2 separate regions of the Sus scrofa genome follow, and region 2 is linked to region 1. A link is a contact called in public Hi-C data. All regions are on one chromosome and are shown on one strand. Each heading gives the region's core, a stretch centred on a gene start, on an enhancer-like site or on the middle of the called end of the contact. The rest is flanking DNA. Distances are from core to core; before and after follow the strand shown.

Evidence for each region. A called contact is a pair of places that touch in the nucleus more often than the background predicts.
Region 2: a contact with region 1 is called in a Hi-C map of retroperitoneal adipose tissue, with 2.7 times the contacts expected there. The contact joins the enhancer-like site here to the promoter of RCAN1 in region 1. A contact is called at or near these places in 4 of 5 promoter capture datasets (fetal liver, fetal skeletal muscle, liver and 1 more), 38 of 47 Hi-C or Micro-C datasets (adipocytes, adipose tissue, alveolar macrophages and 18 more) and 2 of 2 datasets of contacts at active chromatin or transcription factors (alveolar macrophages and skeletal muscle).

What each region holds. Positions count from the first base shown.
Region 1 is chr13:198,115,120-198,119,923 of Sscrofa11.1, forward strand. It overlaps RCAN1 (regulator of calcineurin 1), which reads right to left and starts at 1,424. Exons shown (of 4, transcript NM_001243913.1): 1 at 1,215-1,424. The coding sequence starts at 1,301.
Region 2 is chr13:198,182,709-198,187,306 of Sscrofa11.1, forward strand. It overlaps a transcript of RCAN1 not described here. Among named protein-coding and RNA genes, the nearest start is that of CLIC6, 66 kb to the right of the region's middle. Within about 2 kb of position 1,568, at least 2 of the 83 cell types and tissues checked have an H3K27ac peak or open chromatin away from gene starts, as enhancers often do. A contact at or near this core is called in retroperitoneal adipose tissue, where this site is marked.

The DNA of each region.
Region 1 (4,804 bases), core at 174-2,673:
CATGGGATCCAAGTCGGACTGCGACCTACACCACAGCTCAGGACAACACTAGATCCCCAACCCCCTCACGGAGGCCAGAGGTCAAACCCACATCCTCATGGATCCTAGTCAGGTTCGTTAACCACTGAGCCACGAAGGGAACTCCTAGGAGAGATGCCTTTGATGAATGTTCTTAGAATACAAGTCAGGGCCTAGGACCAGGACGCAAGAGAACCCACATTGTCTTGCTAATTTCATATTGCTATTGTACTGTTCTCTTAGAAAATAATCGTGTTTATTCTACTAACTGATACCTAGTTATGGTAGTGATTGGAGAGCATCTCAATTAAATAAGTAAATCAGTGATTTGACACATATAAAGCTAATATTAAATGGCTGGCTTTGTAGTATTTTTACCCATGCAACATCTTCTAATACTGGTTCTGAAACGCCAGTCTGGGCTTGCAAGCGTAGCACCCAGTGATGGAGTTAAATTTGATTAGCTTTGGATATAAAGCTATAACATGACCTGTGCCCTCCAAAAAGAACATACAGAATCCATTCCCTAGTGGTTGGAGATCAACTAGATACCTGCACAGCTACTGCTGAAAAATCTTACATTTTCATCAAATGAAGAAGAAAGCATCGTAATTAAAATGGCTAATTATATTAACTACCACCAATGAGAGCTGCTTCCCAGGAGGTACACTTATAAGTTATTTATCCAGTTTTATTATTTGCTATGGCTGCATTTTCTCCAGCGAGAGAAAGCTGGAAACTTGAAGACAGGCCGTTGTAATGACGGCAAACCCTCAAATGTCTTTACAACATTTATTTCCTAAGATAAAAATCCAAGTACTCTGAACTTCGGATGCCAAAGCCAAACGTTCTGTTCTTTGTCAGACAAGCCCTCCCTCCAAAGTTTACTTACGACCTGTACAGAATGACAAAAACCCAGTGCCAAAGGCTGCTTACTAATTAATTGGTCTGGAGATGAGGATGGTTTTTAAGCATTGAGAGCTTTGAAAATGCCATCACAGTCAATTCCTCCGGCAACACCTTCTGCTTTTCAAGGTTCAAAGTATTCTGGAGGACTTTCAAAACCCCAAAGCCACAAGAGAACCACCTACACCCCTCCCCCACCCCGCTCCAAACAAAGATTTCAGTTCGTACGTAGTCCCAGTTAACACACGCTTTGACAATGTTCAAAAACCACATGAGAGTAGAAGCCTTACCCTGGTTTCACTTTCGCTGAAGACATCACTGTTTGCCACACAGGCAATCAGGGAGCTAAAACTGTAGTTAAAGTTTCTAAAATGCATCTTGCTTTCTTAAGGTGAAAGCAATAGGCTCCCGGAGACGAGCTCCAAGTGAAGTTCCTTTACAGAGGCTGTGGGTTCTTTCCCCAGCCGGCGCTTATAAAGCATGAGGTCCAGCCCCCCCGGGGAAAAAAAAAAAAAAAAGAAAAAAAAAAGCTCCACTTCCAGAGCATCCTGTTTGGACACCAAATTCCTGAGTCAAGTCCTGCTTGCTCGCGGCAGACAGGGACAGAGTGTAAGTTTCTACTGGAAAGAGGTGACGTCAACACCTTAGTCATTTTCCCTATGCTAATTAACTTTGCTTGGGGAGGATGGAAAAAGAGCGGAGGTTTGCTGTGCAGCTGCTCTATCTACCCCTCTTGCAGCATAGTTTCCATTGGTAGTAATTCCATTCAGCCACTCAGTCACCAGGCTCGGCGGCTGAATGGGACGACCCTTCTTCAGATGGAAAATGTTACAGAAGAAAAGGAGGAAGGTCTTCAGCAGTAAATAGCAATTAGCCTCCAGGGAATTTTTAAGGCTTGGAGAAACCTGGAAACCACCATCTTGGCAAACTGTTTGAGCCCTGTAATTTTCTGAACCCTTCAATCACAGTTTCATATACCGGGGGGATTAGAGAAAACATTTGGAAATCTGTCTTGGTCAATGAACTCTGTTTCTAAAGAAGAAAGTGCAATTCATTTTGAAATAAGGTCTTTTTTGTTTCCTCTTCCAATTGAACTTTATTGGATGAATGTCCCAATTCCCCACTTGTACGCCCCAGTGAGAATGTGGGAAGAGATCCTAAGAGTATCACTGGAAAATCTATGACTGTAATTTGAGAACTAGGACTATGAACCACTTCGATCACTTTCGAACAGCTACTGAATTCAAAGATACCAAAACATTCTAGAGAACCTAGTCTCTGAAACTGAGAAAAGAAACATTAAGAGCTTGTCCTGTTTGAGAGACTCATAGCCTGAACATTTTCTGTTTTGAATAGGAAAAGAATAAATAGAAAGAACGTATGTTACAATTGAAAAGTTACCTTGGCTCGCCTTTTTTCAGGTTAGATGTCTGGTGGCAGGATTGCTGGTTCTTTTATTTTTAATTTTTATTTTTATTTTTATTTTTTTTTTTGTCTCTTGTCTTTTTAGGGCTGCACCTGCGGCACATGGAGGTTCCCAGGCTAGGGGTCTACTTGGAACTGTTGCTACCGGCCTGTGCCAGAGTCACAGCAATGCCAGATCTGAGCCTAGTCTGCAACCTAGAGCACAGGTCATGGCAATGCCAGATCCTTAACCCACTGAGCGAGGCCAGGGATCGAACCCGAAACCTCATGGTTCCTAGTCGGAATCATTTCCGCTGCGCCATGACGGGAGCTCCAGGATGTCAGTTCTTTTAAAAGGCTAAGACTTTCTTCCTCCCAGCTTTTTCTATTATTATTTGTTAAATGAAGTATAGTTGATTTAGAATGTCATGTGAGTTTCAGGTGTACTGCACAGTGATTCAGATACACACATACACATTTTTTACAGATTATTTTTCCTTAAAGGTTGTTACAGAATATTGAGTATACAGTTCCCTGTGCTATACACTAAGTCCTTGTTAGTTATCTATATTATATGCAGTAGTCTGTATATGTTAATCCCATTAAAAAGCTACAACTTTCCCGAGTTCCCGTCTTGGCTCAGTGGTCAACGAATCCGACTAAGAACCATGAAGTTGTGGGTTCGAGCCCTGGCCTTGCTCAGTGGGTTAAGGATCTGGTGTTGCTGTGAGCTATGGTGTAGGTTGCAGACGCGGCTCGGATCTGGCATTGCTGTGGCTCCGATTCGACCCCTAGCCTGGGAACCTCCATGTGACGCAGGAGCTGCCGTAGAAAAGACAAAAAAAAAAAAAAAAAAGCTACAACTTTCTGACCTTCCAAATACTTTGCAAGTTTAGGTCCCATGGCAGTTGGAGTCCCAGGTCCTTTCCCCTCTCCCCAACTTTATGATCACCTAAGCGCAGTCACGCTACTACTAAAAACAGTCACACTACTACTAAAAACACTCTCTAGTCTAGAGGCACACAGGGCCAGCTCTTAAGCTTCCAGAAGTTAAGTGGAATCCTGCCATTCCCCTTTAAAGATTAACTCCAAAGAATCACTGAAGTCAGCCAGTCATAAGAAGAATATATGCAATGGCTCTGAGCAAACCAGAGCATTTATCCCTCCATAAAAGGAAGCTCACCTCCCTGGATGAGAGCGTTGCTTAATCTCTGAGCAAGGTGCCCTGCTGCCAGCTTAGGGTTACGTAAGAGACCAGTTATGGTGTTTGCTTTACCAAATTACCTGTAACTCCCAACCCAAGAGATCTAAAGGCATGTATCCTAAACAAGTCTGGACCGCTGTGAATGAACAGGATGCGATGCCTCAAATGCCAAGAGGAAAGCTTCCTGCTGGGTGATGCTTGGTTCTGGGGACAGTGCGCTTAGATGAGCTGCGATTTCAGGGCAAAGCCTGGAGTGTGCCCTAGGTGGCAGCGGTGTGGGGATGGGAGGCTTTGCGGGTTGGCGGTGGGGGCGGGCACTGAAGGGAAAGGGACTGGCAGAAAGTGCATTCCACTCCCCCAGAGGGGCTGGAAACATCTCAACTCCCTCCGCTCCAACCCTCCTTTGCTGCTTCTGCTGGAGTCCACCTTGGAAATAAGGGTTAAAGGGGGATGAGAGGAGGGAGAAGAGGTGGATTTCACTGTCTCCTCCGCCCTTTCTCCTCCTCCTATGAAAACATATAGCGTGAAGCTCCAGCTCAGTTGTGTGGGCAAGTCTGGAACATTCTATTCATTCAAGATGACACCACTGAACTCACTCAGATGAACAATTGTGGATTCACTGTACAGATGGGGGGGGAAATAAAGGAAGAGCGAGGTATTTGAAGATGGTTCCACTGTCTCTGCTCATAAAAATAAACGATCAATGACAGATCTTTCATCAGGCTGTCCAAAAAGCCTTCCAAAACATGGAATTCCGGACCCGCCTTTGACTTGATGGCCAGCTCCATCCAAATCCTGCTTGGTGAAGGTGAGTGGCTCCAATTCCAGATCAAGGAAAGGGGCTCAGAAGAGTGGCTGACTCTAGGGAGGCTGGATTGGATGCTGGCAGAGAGCACTGGGTCACCAAGTTGAACCCAGGAGGGACAGCACATACGGTCCAATAGCACAGGCCTCCTATGGCGAGAGAGATGGAGTGGATTGGAGCTGTCAAAGTATTGTCACTCTGGGTAGCACAGACCCTTTGCGGTGCTCCACGGCCCCAGCTGGCCAAGGGGACAGACACCTGTCCCTGAACCTAGAGGTACTTCCCCTCATCTGCCAATCAGACATTTATTAGGAATGTCCGCTCTTGGACTGTACGTCTCTTATACATGAACTTGGATGTCCTTCCAAACGTCCTATGGAAAAGACTTTACTTTATAAATAGCAATTTTTCCCACCGAGAATAAAAATGGATCCAAAGCAAGTGTTTAAAAAAAGTTGACTTCTAGG
Region 2 (4,598 bases), core at 318-2,817, 68 kb after region 1:
GCACAGTCTTCATTATTTCAGGGTGTCGTCATCCACACACACGGCCACACCCAGCTGCACTGTCCCCTGACTGGCTAAAAAAAGATTTGATAAAACCCAAGGATCAGAATTTAGGCTGCTGTTATTCTGAATACAAGGCAGGTCAGGAGGCGATTAAAGTGGGGGGGGGTGTCGTTTTCTCAGCACCAGGATTAGCTGGCAAGTCAACACGATGGGACAGTGTATTCCTATACCCACCCACCAAATCCCTGGCCGCCTTTACTACCCAAGCCACTTTTCTGGGGCCATCTGGGTGCCTGTCATTGTACTACACGGGGACCCACGGCCTGTAGGAACACAACCCTTTATCAAGAACCCACTGATGTGCATGGCCTTAAAAAGTGAACAGAGGAGTTCCCCTGCAGCTCAGTGGCAACAAACCGACTAATATCCATGAGAACATGGGTTCGATCCCTGGCCTCGCTCAGTGGGTTAAAGATCCTGCGTTGCAGTGAGCTGTGGTGTAGGTTGCAGACGCAGCTTGGATCCTGCATTTCTGTGGCTGTGATGTGGGCCGGCAGCTGCAGCTCCTATTCAACCCCTAGCCTGGGATCCTCCAAGTGCCAAGGGTGCAGCCCTTAAAAAAAAGATTAAAAAAAAAAAAAGTGAACAGAACCCAATCTTCTGTCGCTTGTGTTTTCTGATTCCACGAAGAAACATTTCTCAGCTTAGGCCAGACACCCCTCTGCGGACCTGGTGATTAATGAGAGACGTCAATCTGCAGTTACAGGAAAACTGCAAAGGCCTGACTTGATTGCATTGCCAGGAAGACCTGGGAAGGGGCTTGGGCACTGACTCTTTTAAGAGCACATGGTAATGTGAAGACAGGATGGGGCCCTGGGCTTGGAGCAGGCAGGAGGTCTTCCATGCACAGAGGACCCACGATCACGGTTCCATGCCATCGCAAACACACGTTGGTTGGCCTCCACACTGACCGGAGCTAAACTGTCCCTCACTTAGATTACAGTAAAACTTTAAAACTTAACCTGAGTTTATCCAGACTGGGACTTCATGTGACAGTATCAACCTGGCTTTAGTTACAGAGAAGTTTGTTATGAGATGGTCTCATGTGAAACCTGATCACAGACGTAATGGCGAAGTGTCAGGATGTTTAAGTCAAAAATGCTCAGATACAGGCTATTTCATATTCCGACATCATGCTAATTAGCCCTCCCCCAGCAACCACGTGCCTAGGGAGCGTGCTTGTCAGACACGGCACAACCTATTTTTACTGGATGCAAACCTCACCCTTGCTGTTCCGATCCCCAGACGCGTCATCCCAATTTATAAAATAATTGAATTGTTCTGAATAAGATTTGGCTGATGACACAGGCCGAGGCACCACTCAGCATAACAAGCTTCCTTTTAGGGAAGTTATGAAGGGACAGTAAGCAAGCTGGCATTTGGGCTGTCTCTGCGTTACTGAGAAGTTTCTCAAACATGAGCCCACTCCGCCTCGCTCAGGGGAAGGGGAGGGAGCTAGAGGCAGCCAGAATTGGAATGATGGCATGGGCTTTCCAGATTGAGGACCTGGGCCTCGATGAGTTACGGGGTGGGCCAAAGGGCCGCAGCCACCTGGTACCTAGAGAAAAGATATGTGTGGTTTTCAGAATAGGAAACAGGTCTAGCAAATATACAAATGGGGAGGTGTCTGGCAAACTGAGAAGAAAAGCCTTGGGTGTTCTCTCCATGGATGCTCTGGGCCAGTTTCTATATTCCTGGGTCTTCCCACCGAATACCTACGAGCAGCCCCTGTCCTTCCCTTGACAGACACATATGGATGGAAGGTTCCTGCTGGCCAGGCCCCAGGCTGTGGGGCAAGGTGAGCCAGGTACAGCCCTGCCCATAAGGAATGGGTCAACAGACTAGAGGACTGGTTTATGCCCTGGGGGACCACTGCCCCAGACAGACACAGGCGTCTGTAACATGTGCAGGGAAAAATCTGCCAGTTGACACTTAGTTTTTACTGTGAGGCTGGAGGCCTGGGGACTGGACAATGTCTGCCTTCTCATTCTCACCCTCGTATTCAGCATGAGGGGCACGTGGTTATTTTCCAAGGTGTTGCAGGAGAGAAAAGGGATGAAGAAGATGTTGCCTCTCGATTGATGAGATCAGAGGAATTTTTCTGTCCTGATCCTAGAATCAGACAGCGGACCTGCCTAAAATAAACAGCCGAGCAGCGGCGGAATAGGCAAAGGATATGAACTAGCCAGAGGAAATGGCCTGGCGGAAACAGAACAAGTCAACAGGCATGGGCAGACGGAACAATTTTCTAGCCAGAGACAGAGCTTTAAAAGAAAGAAAGAAAAGAAAGGAAAGAAAGAAAAGAAAGGAAAGAAAGGAAGGAAGGAAGGAAGGAAGAAAGAAAGAAAGAAAGAAAGAAAGAAAGAAAGAAAGAAAGAAAGAAAGAAAGAAAGAAAGAAAGAAAGAAAGAAAGAAAGGAAGAAAGAAAGAAAGAAAGGAAGGAAGAAAGAAAGAAAGAAAAAAAAAAAAGAAAAGAAAAAAGTTCCCATTGTGGCACAGCAGAAACAAATCAGACCAGTGTTTGTGAGGATGCAGGTTCCATCCCTGACCTTGATCACTGGGTTAAGGGTCCGGCATGGCCGTGAGGTTGTAGGTGGCAGACGCGGCTTGGATCCCGTATTGCTGTGGCTGTGGTGTAGGCTGGCAGCTGTAGCTCAGATTCAACCCCTAGTCTGGGAACTTCCATATGCCGCAGGTGCGGCCCTAAAAAGCAAAAAAGCTTCCATGAAAGAAGAGCAGAGAGGTGCCCTTAGAGCCCCCTGAGGTCAGCTGCTACTTGGTGGGCGATGTGAGGGGCACAGCACCAGACAGAGTCCAGGGCCTGAGATGGCAGTGCCACCAGGTGCCTGGGGAGGAGCCGTGTTTGGAGTCAGGGCCTCGGGTGTGGTGTCCAAACCCCAGGCAGGCTATTGGTCTGCACGCCAACTCTCCTGGCCTCAGTGTCTTCATGCAACGTGTGGACCTTCCAGGGAGGCCAACATCAAATTAAGTGAGGGATCAGGTCGGAGAGGTGGCAGAGGATGGCAGGAGGGCCTTAAGGTATAGGACAGCCCGGGTTCAAATCTTGCCCCCACCCCAACATAGCAGTGTAACAAGCAGCAAGTTCCTTTGCCCCCATATGCCTCAGTCACTCCATCCATAAAATGGGGGTAATAACACTATTTCCCTCACACCCACCTTTCTTTTCTTTTCTTTTTTTTCGGTCTTTTTGCCATTTCTTAGGCTGCTCCCTGGGCATATGGATATTCCCAGGCTCGGGGTCGAATAGGAGCTGTAGCCCTACGCCAGAGCCACACCAACAGGGATCTGAGCCATGTCTGCAACCTACACCACAGCTCACAGCAACGCCAGATCCTTAACCCAAACCCACTGAGCAAGGGCAGGGATCCAACCCGCAACCTCATGATTCCTGGTCAGATTCGTTAACCACTGCGCCACGACAGGAACTCCGAAATCCACCCACCTTTCTAAGCACGTCCAACAGTGCTTGGCACACTTGGCCCACTTCAGCCCACACACGAGCCCCGTGCTATGGGGACCGGCACGTGGTAGGTGTTGAGTGGACGAATAAGCAGTCACCACAGCCATTTCCCTTCTCTGGGAGCGTTCAGAGGTGAAAAGAGAGGGTCATGAGGGGGAGAGGGAAAATTACCCAGGTTTTTTTTTTTTTCTTTTCTTTTCTTTTTTTGTGGCTGCACCTGAGGTATGTGGAAGCTCCAGGGCCAGGGATCAAACCAGAGCTGTTGCAGAGACAATGCTGTGTAGTTATGCTGTAGGCCACAGTTTATAAGCTCTAAGAAAAGTACTCCAAGACTTTCCTGACCATGAAACAAACAAGCAAAACAAAACAAAACAAAAATGGAATGCCACCTGCAGATGGAATAGAATCCTAGAAATCTTGTGTTCAGATCCGGCTGAGTTTGACCTTTCTAGCACATTAGTGACTCTGCTACCCTCTTCCCACCTGAGGAGCTGACTTCTTAGCTGGCAAACAGGCTCACACACGCCTGCACCTGCACTGCTCCTGACACCAACATGCTGCCTGGACAAGCCTGTGAGCTGGCGTCCTGATGGCTCCAACTAGGTCACTGGGGCTGGAGCAGCTGCCCCCAGGGGCCTGGGACCCTGCTGTCACATACACTGGCCACTGATCAGCTGAGCTGACATGGTGACACATATGTCACAGCCAGGGAAGGGACTCTCGGGAGTTCCCCAGTGGTCTAATGGTTAGGATTTGGTATTTTCACTGCCACGTCACGGGTTCAATCTCTGGTCTGGGGACTGAGATCCTACATCAAGCTGCTCCATGCACCAGCAAAATAAATAAATAAATAAATAAATCATAAAAAAAAAAATCTCCGGGGGCCACTGGTGTAGCCATCAGCAAACACACTCAGGCAGCACTCCCAAACCTGCCTGCATGGAGAGCTCCCGCTGAGGGGGGAGGTGGACAAGCCTGGAGGTCACTGCCCTCAAAGTAGAGAGAGCTGTCACCTCTCCCCTGTGATGAAGAGTCACCACTCATGGAGGGTGGG